Linked DNA regions of Mus musculus: region 2 is linked to region 1. Evidence: chromatin contacts called from public Hi-C data. All regions are on one chromosome and are shown on one strand. Each heading gives the region's core, a stretch centred on a gene start, on an enhancer-like site or on the middle of the called end of the contact. The rest is flanking DNA. Distances are from core to core; before and after follow the strand shown. Region 1 has its middle 17 kb from the start of Necab1. Region 2 holds the start of Tmem64 (transmembrane protein 64).

Evidence for each region. Hi-C and Micro-C count contacts between places; a contact is called where the count stands out from the background.
Region 2: a Hi-C map of cortical neurons shows a contact between it and region 1, with 1.9 times the contacts expected there. The contact joins the promoter of Tmem64 here to the enhancer-like site in region 1. A contact is called at or near these places in 4 of 39 promoter capture datasets (cranial neural crest, embryonic stem cells, liver and 1 more), 4 of 484 Hi-C or Micro-C datasets (the C2C12 cell line, cortical neurons and embryonic stem cells), 5 of 115 datasets of contacts at active chromatin or transcription factors (the 230-238 cell line, the SCID.adh cell line, cardiomyocytes and 1 more) and 1 of 9 other capture datasets (adipose tissue).

What each region holds. Positions count from the first base shown.
Region 1 is chr4:15,163,332-15,169,148 of GRCm38.p6, forward strand. No RefSeq gene overlaps it. Among named protein-coding and RNA genes, the nearest start is that of Necab1, 17 kb to the left of the region's middle. Within about 2 kb of position 3,665, at least 4 of the 459 cell types and tissues checked have an H3K27ac peak or open chromatin away from gene starts, as enhancers often do. A contact at or near this core is called in cortical neurons, where this site is marked.
Region 2 is chr4:15,263,351-15,269,167 of GRCm38.p6, forward strand. Tmem64 (transmembrane protein 64) reads left to right here and starts at 2,470. Exons shown (of 3, transcript NM_181401.3): 1 at 2,470-3,399. The coding sequence starts at 2,602. It overlaps Gm51436 (a long non-coding RNA gene), which reads left to right and starts at 3,407. Exons shown (of 2, transcript XR_003955370.1): 1 at 3,407-5,817.

The sequences.
Region 1 (5,817 bases), core at 2,415-4,914:
CTTGCAAGGTCACACAGTTGAGCCAGGGACTTTATAGACTTGTCCACTGCTCACTTTTCCAATACCTGAGAATAAAATAAGAAGAGGCATACTTAGTGGTTGAAAGAGTCTTCACCTATTTTCCTTTTTGCCTAGGGAAGGAGTGTTGTTAGGACTGGAAAGGCTAAGTAGAGTTCCTGAACACTTCTGTCTTAGAATCTAAACACATAACTTGGATGATAATGCCCCCTCCCCAATTCCTAATCCATAGACTATCTAATAAAAACCCCAGTGTTAATCATGGGGTTAAGTTGTTGGTCAGAGAAATCCAAGAGAATCCCAAAACAATATTGCCATTCACCTTGGCTGCCACAAGTCACCTAAGATAAGACCCCGTTGCTGAGGACACCAAACACTTGGAACACAGGACGTGGGGTGATCAAGCTAGATGTGATCTGGAAGCTTTCTCCCTGAGGATTATCCTTCGCAGTATCCAAAGGTGTTATATAACCTGCCAAGAGAGAGAAACAGCTACAAAGCCTATGAACCCCAACAGTGGCTGGCTTGGCAATTGTGGCAGTTTTATCTTGGGGGTAAAAAAATGCAGGCATTTAACTGGACTTAGGGCCCTTCACCAAGGAGAAATGTAAGCCCGGGAACTTACATTTCCCAGAAATGTATCCAGTGTCAACCTCGCTCACTACCCTTGGCTGATAAGGTGTGGATGCTCAAGAAGGATCTACTCCTACTTTCCTAAAGGAGGATACGCTATAACTACATTTGGAATACATATCCTTACATCCACAGATAAGTGTAACCTTTATCCCCCATCAAGCTTCGTTTTGCAAAAAACAGAAACCATCACAGAAAGCCACAACTGGTCCACAGGCAGATAATTGACTGTGGGGTGTCCAAGATCAACTGATAGATCTAAAACACAGCCCCTACTCCTAAGGCTCAGAGAATATCACAGAGGAGGATACAGAAAGACTGTAAGGGCCTGAGGACTAGGACATCTGTGAGGTAGTGCCTTCTAGATAGGACAGAGAAGTTGTGCATATTAAATCTCAGCCAAACCTGCACAATAACACCAGTTGACATGGCAATGCTACTGGAGGAATCTCATAAGATACCATTGCTTGATAAAGAGTGTCAAGCAATTAAGGACTCCCAAGACGGGGAAAAATACCTCTAATAGGTTATCCAGTGTCAAGTGATGAGCCACAGACAGATGTACATATTAGTGACAGTAAAGGGGCCCAATAAGTTGTATAAATGCATATGTTGTGTGTACATACGCATTTTGTAAAATTTAAAATCAAGGGGTTACACATTTGAAAGGAAATTAGGCTAATGGGTAGAGTTGGAGGGAGGAAAAGGAAGAGAGAAATTATATAAATATAGTTCTCATACATGAAATTCTCAAATAAATAAAACATTTTTAAAATGCAAATGCAACATCACACGAGTCAGTTGCGGGATTAGTGACACTCTCAAAAGCTCAAGATGTGTGAAAAGTGATTCCCTTCCTCCTGTCCTCATTTATTTCATTGTGGTACCGCAGTACCATCAATGATGGAATAAACTCAGAAGGAGGCTGTACCTACTGCAGATAAAGCACTAACAAATTAGACAGCCCTGATTTATTCTTGATTCTGTACTTGTCCACCTTCATATTTATACACTGGGCTTATCAAAAGTGTAATCATGGATATAATAGATGCTATATGGGCTAGTGAGACGGCTCAGTGATGAAATACACTTCCCACTTAATGTTCATTTCTACATTGTAGAGAGAGAGAGGATCAACTCTTGCAAGTTTTCCTCTAAATTCCATGCCAGCACATCTCTCTCTCTCTCTCTCTCTCTCTCTCTCTCTCTCTCTCTCTCTCTCTCTCTCTCATACACACACACACACACACACACACATGCACAGATGCATGCGCACACACTCATGCACACACACTTTCTCTAAATAAATGCAAAATTATTCAAAACTTTAAAACAGAGTATACATGAACTAAAAACACAGATCCATTTTCACTTACATTTATCTGCTTAATGCTACAGCTGAATATTCGATCAACAAAAAATGAGTTGGTTTTTTTTTCTTGAGCTCCTAGTATTTGTGTCACCTTTTAAAGGTAAAGGAAAAGAGTGGATGTAACTTAAGTGCATGTATGTTTTCTACTCTAGAAAGGATGGCAGTTTGTCCTGTGGTAGCAGCAGGGGTTACCTGTGCATATGACAATCCCTTAACTAGTACTAACCCCAGAGTATATAGCAGTAGGCATACAATGGTAGGCTCCAGGGATCCTGAAATATCCCAGTTTGTATAGTATTCTACTGGTGTGAGATGTTGTTCTTCAAGATATGTTCTATCAGTGACTTGAAATCCTTACATGACATTATATACCCAGTAACTAGAGCATATGAATTTAGGAACTAAGGCTCAGAAATGAAAAGAAGCCAGTAACAGTCAACATAAATGACTTTTTTAGGAATTTGTACTTCCTATTTTGATAACATTAAGCTGTATAGAATAATGATTCTGGTCCTCTGAGATGGAAAATTCCACCAGTAGAGTCAGTAAAAGTCTCACTAGACATAAACCTATTGCTGCTGCCTGCTGAGTTTGGGATCATTATTCAAACAAAAGAAGAGACAAAAAAAGAGATACTATGTAGATGTTCAAGAGGGAATAAGATTAATATCCTCTAAAAGGAGCAGAAAGAAATACACCCGAGATACACATGCTCTGGTGAAACCTCTATTTACAGTTTCACATTCAGTTTTGTATGAAATGGTAAGCACAGTGGCCTAGAGGAGGCCTAGCCATCGCAGGGTCTGAAGCACCGAGGATGAGGGGCTAAGTGTAACCACAGGACCAACTAGAAATGTCACTGACGGAAGGTAGTCATAGTAGGTAGAGAGAGATAGAGTGTGTTTCAGATTCTTCTTCGGGATCAACAGCAATAACAGTACTGTAATTTGTCTCACTAATCTTCTGACTGCAAGTTTACCAGCAAATTATGATTAAATCTGGGTCAGAAGAAGTTATGTGCATGTCTTGGAAACACTAAGAAGCAAGTGCATGTGACTGGTACAGGTGAGATGCAGAAGTCTCTATTCTATACCTAGATGCCTCTTGTTATTCCAATGTAACTTGTTCCAGCTGCTGTAACCTTTGATGACTGCTAAGCTCTGCTAAGAAACTCAAGCCTTAGCCAGAGATGCCTTGTTATGGACGCAGTCTCTCATTGGAAGTAACTCAAGCCCAATAACTGACAGATGCAGATATATAGTAGATAACATATTTAAAACTCTCCCATAAAAGTTCATATGTTACAGTTTTGGCTCTGGACTGGTTCATTTGGTCACTATGGTATGACTGGATCATGAAGACGCTAACATTACCAATGGATAATCCAAAAATGGGCTCATACTTTGATGCAGTTATTGTGAAGTGAAGGATAATGGAAGCTGTGGCTTATTTGCAAGAAGTAGATCACTGATGCATGTCTATGGGGTATATATCTTTTCCCCAGACCCTTCCTTGGGTGGTTTTGCTTTGTGTTTAGCATGAAGTGAGTCACTTTGTTCTGCCATTCCCTTCTGCCTTGCTGTTCTCCTTAGCAACAGAATCAGATGACCATAGGCTAAAATTAGGAGAGCAGTCACTGTGTAAATTATTTGCACAAATGTCCCCTTGAAGACTCTGTGCCTAGGAAATGCCAACAAAGACAAGGCACCATCCTGTTTGTCATCAAGGCTTCAAAATTAGTACTTTAGTAACAGAAAATCTCTCAGAATCCGGATGAGATGCTTCGTTCTTTTTAGCTTGCTGGAACTGGAACAAAATTAAAGATGAATGGGGAGCCGTTGCAGTTATAAGTATTCCTACCTTGAACAATAGAGGACTGCAAACACTGGGGGCTACATAACAATTTCAGGGCATCCAAATGTCTCCTTGAATGTGGAGGAGCAGCCCTTATAAGATAAATTGTATATTTGGGTAAAGGATGTCAAGAAGGATTAGTGCTCTCTCTTAAGAACATCCCACATACACTCCAGTGCTGTGCAGTGCAGGCAGAGGCAGCCTCTTCTCCCAGGGCATCAGTTCCATGATTATAGATTTCCAGTAATGACATGAAATAAACATTTGCACAATGCATGAATGAGTTCTAATATCCTCAATGTCAGCTCTGTGTATCTGAAATGCCTGGAGCCTGCTTATCACCATATATAATATTCATAAAGCATTTTCAATCCCTTGACAGAGGCTCTCTGCAGAAAGGAAACAGTTATCTCTCTCTCTAAAGGGTATAGGGAAGATTAATTAGTTAATTTCTTAAAGTGCTTTAGGGATGAAGTTTCTTTGCTCAAACTAATTATGAATATCGCAATGTGTCCATGCTGTAAACCCATACTTCCGAAGCTACACAGAACTGATTTTTATTAATATAAGGAGTACTTAGATACGCCATTACTTTCTTACACCACCATGACTACTTTGTAGTTGAATGTGTAGGCTTAAGAATAACTTTAGATCACTGAGACAACTCGAATCTGGTTATACAATCAAGCAATTTGCATGACTCCTCATTTGGGACCCATTCAATAATGCAGACTTTGTCTATTGTCATTTAAAACATATTGAATATAGAATTTAATATTCTTTCACATATACCAGTTAGGAGTTTTTACAAAAATCTCATTTACCAAATAACAGGGCCCAGTCTGTGAAACTAAATCATATAATGCATATGTAGGTTTAGCAAAGCACCTGCCTTCTTGTTAGCATTCAGTACTCATTAACAGACATGGGTTGCAGAAGATTGATCAGAAATGTGAGGCTAAAATAGTCTTCCACTGTGATGGTTTATATATTCTTGGACCAGGGAGTGGCACCATTTGGAGGTATGGCCTTGTTGGAATAGGTGTGACCTGGTTGGAGTAGGTGTGTCACTGTGGGTGTGGGAATAAGATCCTCACCCTAGTTGCCTGGAAGTCAGTCTTCTACTAGCAGCCTTTGGATGAAGATGTAGAGCTCTCAGCTCTGCCTGTGCCATGCTGGCCTGGATACTGCCATGCTCCCACCTTGTTGATAATAGACTGAACCTCTGAACCTGTAAGCCAGCCCCAATTAAATGTTGTTTTTTTATAAGACTTGCCTTGGTCATTGTGTCTGCTCAAAGCAGTAAAACACTAACTAAGACACCCACTATTCAGTATTTCTTCACTCATTGGAGACACGTTTTTCTGTTCTATTGCACAAACCTCCTAACAGGCCTCTGAACTCTTCAGCTGGTTTTTGAGTCACCTATGTCACAGTGTTGTCTCAAAATGTCAAAGAGAACTACCATTTCTGTAACAATGATGATAAGTAGAGATAAGTCACATGTCACACCTACAGCATAAGTATAGCTGCACTGCTTGCTTCTAGAGAAAAGACTTGGGCTTCACAGCATGAAACAAGACAATCTAGCCTTCGGCTACCTTCAGGTTTAGAAAGGTATTTCCATTTATAGGAACATAGTATATGAGGCATGGAATCTGATCCTATGAGCATGACATGAACAGTCCCTCACATATGAAACCTGGCCACAACCATTGAATATGAGCATCCAGGTTGGGAATGGAGCTTACAATAATGAACCATACACTTCATGTGTGGACTCCATCCCTTGAGAAATGTATTCCAGTCCTTTAAGTATGAGAACTTGCCTTCCAGGTATGGAAAGGGACTCTTAAAATTTTCCAAACTATATAAAATTCTTTGCATTGTGCACCTGTGGGATATGAATGCAACTAGAAATGTCAGACATAAAGCCTAGT
Region 2 (5,817 bases), core at 1,220-3,719, 99 kb after region 1:
GAGTGAAAGAGATGGTTACAGAATATACAAATTGTTACATGAATGAAGAAGGGAATTAAGCGGGAAGGAGACTATTAAGAGTGGGTCAGGGGGAGAGGAAGACAATAGGAGAGTGGGGCAATAAGAACAAATTATGTATTAAAACTCCATAATGAACACATGACTTGGGAGGTTAACCTAAAATTCAAAGTCTGTCAGGTATTCTAGGAAGCTAGGTTATCCGGCCTCACCAGACAATAAAAATGGCAACTTCCACAGTGTCTTTAGTTGGGGAAGACAGACAGTGAAGGATAAAATACACAGGGAAATCTCAGGCAGGGCTTGTGCTAGGAGAAAAGTACCACAGCTCTTTGGCAGGCAGACTGGTCCTTCAGATGAGAGTCATCAGGGCTGTCATCTTTGAACAGAGGCCTGCAGAGCTTAATATGAGTAAGGAAAGGGAAACTAGACTTTCTAAGAGACAAGGGAAGACTATTCACCAGAGAGAGGTCAGCAGAGGTAGAGTGTGAACAACCTCAAGTAGGAGACTTGCGAATGCAAGAGAGAGCTAGGAGGCCAGTGTGCTAGTGTGGGAAGGGCAAGGGCAGTGAGGTAGGGATGGCAGCCAGGTGAGGTCATAAACACCTTTGTAGGCCAGGGGAGAGAGTTAATATTTTCCCATAAGGGTTTTAGGCTGATCATGCTGTGTAATGCAGCAAGGCAAGCCTCCTTTCCCATTGTAAAATGTAATCTTCATAATTCTACAAGAAATAAATTCTAGTGGCACAAGAGTGGAAACGTCCAGTTACAGTTTACACTGCAGTGGCCAGAGCACTGTGCCCAGTGGACACAGATGGTTATCTTGGATAGGCATGTGCTGCATAAATATGGGTGAACTGATCCAAGACTGGCCTGTGCAGAGCGCTGGCAGCCCAAGAGCTGGCTCAGAGCTAAGGGCTCCGCATCTGGATTTTAGTCTGCAATGTGAACTGGAAGCGAACACAAGGCTTCTGTACGGTATGGGAGTAAATGACAGAGCAGAAACGGAAATAGGAGTGCCTAGATGATGATGATGATCATCATCATAAAATATTAAGTAATATTTCGGCAGTCTTTCGGATTCTCTTCACAAGGTCCAAGTAGCATATTGATGCCTCAAGGTTTAATTTCTCAGACTTATTCTCATTCACACCAGTCAGAAGTGATGATATCACAGTGCCCTGATAATATAACTCTCACATGTCCGTGGTTTTTCTTCTCACTCATTTATATACTTCCATCAAGAAGTAACTGGGATTCTTACTCTTCACTCTGTGGAACACCAATAATTGACAATGGCAAAGAGAGAAAGGATTTTGGAAGGTTCCTAAAGCATCTAAAAGCTAGTCACAAGTCACTTGGCAGAATATATCGTGGAGACTGACCCAAACACGAGGCCTGGACATAGAAGTCAGCCTACTATGACCGAGTAGAGAATACAGGGAATATTTAGTACACCTACTACTATTCAGTCATCCATAACCATGGTCTTAACGGTTGCCTGTGTATCAATGTCAAAATTTCTAGGAGTGATAATTCATGTCAACGCCATATTCCTATTTTCAAACATCCACTGGAATGCCACTTTTGGGTGGATATCATGGACATCTCAACTCTGATGCATCAACTTCATTTGTACATAGTTGTAATATTTTCCTTAAGTCAATGGCTTTCTTCTATCTACTATCTCAGATAAGAACTCTAGCTAACATCTTTGATTCCTTACCTTGCTCTCCTAGCACTGGGTCAGTCATAAGTCTATACATAGCTCGTGAAAGGGCTGGTAACAGCAACCCTTTTTATAAAGGTCTTTTGAGGAATCTTTTCCACTCTACGCAGCACAGTGCTTGGCATTCAGGAAAGGACTAGGGTCTAGAAGGCACATTCTCTGAAGAGTGGCTCTTCACAACCAATTCCCTGGGCTCCTAAACAACCGAGTTATCTAGAAGCCACTGGGAGACTTTGCTCTCTGGGATGGTACAATTATCCTCCTACGAACAGATAAGAACTCCTCCCCTAAAGTCGCCAGACAGCTTTTGGGGGAGAGCGACACCCCACTGCTGGTTTGCAGGAAAGGTCAATCAGAAGCCAAAGAGAGGCACTTGGCAAGAGTCCCAGCAGCTGCGGCCAAGGGTCTTTGACACGCAGGCACGCGCGCGCCCGTGGAAGCTGAGAGCGCGCAGCCCCGGGTCCCCTTTCCGCTTCCCGTGGCCTCCCTCCGCCTCACTCTTCTGCCCCGGGCAGCCGAGGCCTCCGTTGCCTGAGAGACGCGGGTACCTCGCCACTCATCCGCAGCACCAGCCGGGCGTCACGGGGGCGTGACCGACCACCCAGCTATGTCTCCGCCCCCTCTGCGCGTGCCCCGCCCCTCGGGCCCAAGGGGGCGGGCTCTGCGGGCGCGGGGTCCAGACTCGACCGACTCCCGGCGGGACCGCGTCTCGACCGCCGCTGCCGCCCTTCTCCGGCCGTTCCCTCCCCGCGAGAGGACGCAGGGAGCCGAGGCCTGGCGTGCGGGGTGCCATGGAAGGCCGCAGGCGGGGGGACGCGGCGGGAGTGGAGACACTGGCCGGCTGAGGCCGAGGCATGCGGAACCCCGGTGGGAGCCTGCCCCACACGCTGCCCCGGGCCTTGCAGCACGCCGGTCGGACGGGAGTCGTGGAGCAGCCGGGCCGCTGGGCACCGGAGCGGACAGCGGGAGGGGACCGCTCGGAGGACCGCCTTCCCCGCGGGGGCGGGGCCAGCGCGGCGGCGGCTGCTGCTGCGGCGGCGGCCTCGGGCGCCCTGCTCGGCGCCTATCTGGAGCGCCACGGTCTGCCCGCGGCCTCGGACTTGCCGGCGCCGGCCGGGGCGTTGGCAGGCGGCCCCGGGAGCGGCGGCGGCGTGGTGGTCGGGGTGGCCGAGGTGAGAAACTGGCGCTGCTGCTGCCTCGGCAGCACCTGTTGGTGCCGGAGCCTCGTGCTGGTGTGCGTGCTGGCCGCCCTGTGCTTCGCTTCCCTGGCCCTGGTCCGCCGCTACCTGCAGCACCTCCTGCTCTGGGTGGAGAGCCTCGACTCGCTGCTCGGTGTCCTGCTCTTCGTCGTGGGCTTCATCGTGGTCTCCTTCCCCTGCGGTTGGGGCTACATCGTGCTTAATGTGGCGGCCGGCTACCTGTACGGCTTCGTGCTAGGCATGGGGCTCATGGTGGTGGGCGTCCTCATTGGCACCTTTATCGCTCATGTGGTCTGCAAGCGGCTACTCACCGCCTGGGTGGCTGCCAGGATCCAGAACAGCGACAAGCTGAGCGCCGTTATCCGCGTCGTGGAGGGAGGAAGCGGCCTGAAGGTGGTGGCGCTGGCCCGGCTGACTCCCATACCTTTTGGGCTTCAGAATGCAGTGTTTTCGGTAAGTGGGGTCCCCCTGGCCCCTCCTTCTCGTGCTCTCTCCAAATTTGTCTTTTAGAGGCCTTGTGACCACCCTAGGAGGCGCTCTGTATGACAGAAGAGTCATTGACATTTTTATGGCACCCTGAAAAAAATTACACTACAAATTCATATAACACAGCCCCTTGGAAGACCTGATAAAGAACTATCCCCCCCCCCCCCCCCCGTGCGTGTGTTTGTGTATGAGTTTGATAAAAAAAAAGTACTTTGGTAGCTCTTGAGCCATAAAGCTTTGTGACTTGACTTCCCCAGCTTTCTCTCTGCCCTGCATAAATGCAGCAGGGTTCAGATTCAGGTTTCTGGTTATATTGGAGCATGGATCGCTTTTGTTTTTAACAGTGGAGGAGGAGACAGCAGTAGACCCCAAGTTCTTGGAGTTTCCTAAATTTGTAGTAAGCTTCTTAAAAGTAGTTTGCTGTCTTGGAAAAGCTGAGAATCCTGTTTATCTTTGTTTAGAACTCTATTTGAAGTCACCTGGGTGGTTCATAAAAACAAAATGAGCACCGGCTCTTCTTACACACATTATCTAAAGACTCTTGCACTTATGGTCAGAGGTTTAGTTTATTCTGTGTAGGCTTCTATAGCGAGGATGCACCTGAGTTAAAGGTATAAATCATTGCTGGTGAGGTGGCAACCACTTGATGGGAACTTTATGGCCTTAGGACAAATTATGAAACCTAATCCGACTATGTTTTGTTTTCTAGCCCAGGCTATCCTAGAACTCACTGAGTAGCTCAGGCTGACCCTAGACTGGCAGTGATTCTCCTGCCTCAACCTCCCTTAGTGCTGTATTACAAACATGAATCCCCATGCCCAGCTTTGACTTTCCAGAAAAAAGACTGAATGGGTTTCCCACATTCAGTGATTGCACATTAGAGTTCATACCTGAGATTCCCAGGTATGCACCCGTCAACTGAAAGGAAACTGCATGTATTGAGAGATAGCAGTAAGTTTGGCCTCAGCCTTTCTCAGCTTTTATTGTTTCATGTTGTGAAATATGAACATAAACTTTGATCAGCCTTATAATAGATCAGCTGTACCAAGGCTTGGAAATATGATGGAGGATTAGGAGCATGTATAGTTTTAATTCTGGTGGTGTGATCTGTCTCTGGCACAACCTGCATCTTTTCTTGTCTACATAGTATGTGACAACTGCTATTCTAGGCTCTCTCCAGGTATCTTCCATTCTTCAGCTGGTACACATGACTTCCAATAGTTGTTGCCTACAACAGATGAGAAGACTATGCTGGTAGTCTGCTGTCCTGTCTTAGGCGTCTGCTGACCTTGGCTAAGGTGTCTTGTTCTTTCTGCACCTTAATTTGTTTGCAAAGTGAGGAAAGTATTGGGCCTGGCCTGTTAGGCTACTGGGATTACATGTGATATATATGTAAGAGTCTGACTTGCATTTCAGTGTTTATCTACTGTTTGCTCTTTATGTTGTAATCACCTATGGTCGTCTCGGAAGTAAATAAGTGGTAGAGCCAGACTTTGACCTATGGCTTAGACAGAGCCTCAGCCTGTGGCCCTCTCTGTTTCTTCATGGAATATTTATTAGCTAGTAAAGTCATGGATATTGAGGAAGATATATACTGATTACAACTTTTTCCTTTCCTAATGTCTCGTATATATTAAATTCATAAGAAGTACTATACTACTGCAAATAGTTTGAGGTTACTCAGTTTGTAGTTGAGTTTAACAGGGGTCAGGAGCCTTTCATTTTGGCATTACTGGATCAGGAGAAAAAAATAAAAAATTCTATTACAGGAGGATATTGTTACCATTTTAGATAGAAGAAAACAAAGCCTCATTTATTTATCTTGGAACTTTTAGAGTCACCTGCCGAGGCAGAACTGCAGTTGCAACATGTAATCAGCTGATGCAGTGTGTGTTTCTATACAGTTCTCAAACACAAACAGGCAGGATAGGTCAGGAAGCCACTGGATATGGTCTGTTGATTCACATCCTCCTCGGCTGTCTTCTCGCAGGAGAGGCCCTTTCAACCTCAGCAGTTGGCTGTGCTTGCTCAGGATCTGTGAGACGAGAAAGCACAGTGTAGGGTGAAGTTGGCTTTAACCTGATTTCTCCCTTTCGCCTTCTAGACCGTCATTGTGCCTCCACCCTCAAGGCTTCCTGCCGATCATACCTAGCCAAGCATACTTTTTGGTCTTCTACTTTTCTCCTTATTGAGTCTTTTAAAGTACTGCCCCCCTCCTGTTGAGACTAACTTCTCATTTTCTCAATGACCATGAATATAATTAGCGCAAAGAGAAACTTAGGTATAAAAGTCAGACAAAGCACAGGTTTTGAAAAAATAGTCTTTGCTTGGTTCCTGCTACGTGACATCTATGCTTCCTCATTTGTAGGTGCTGTAGAGTCATGC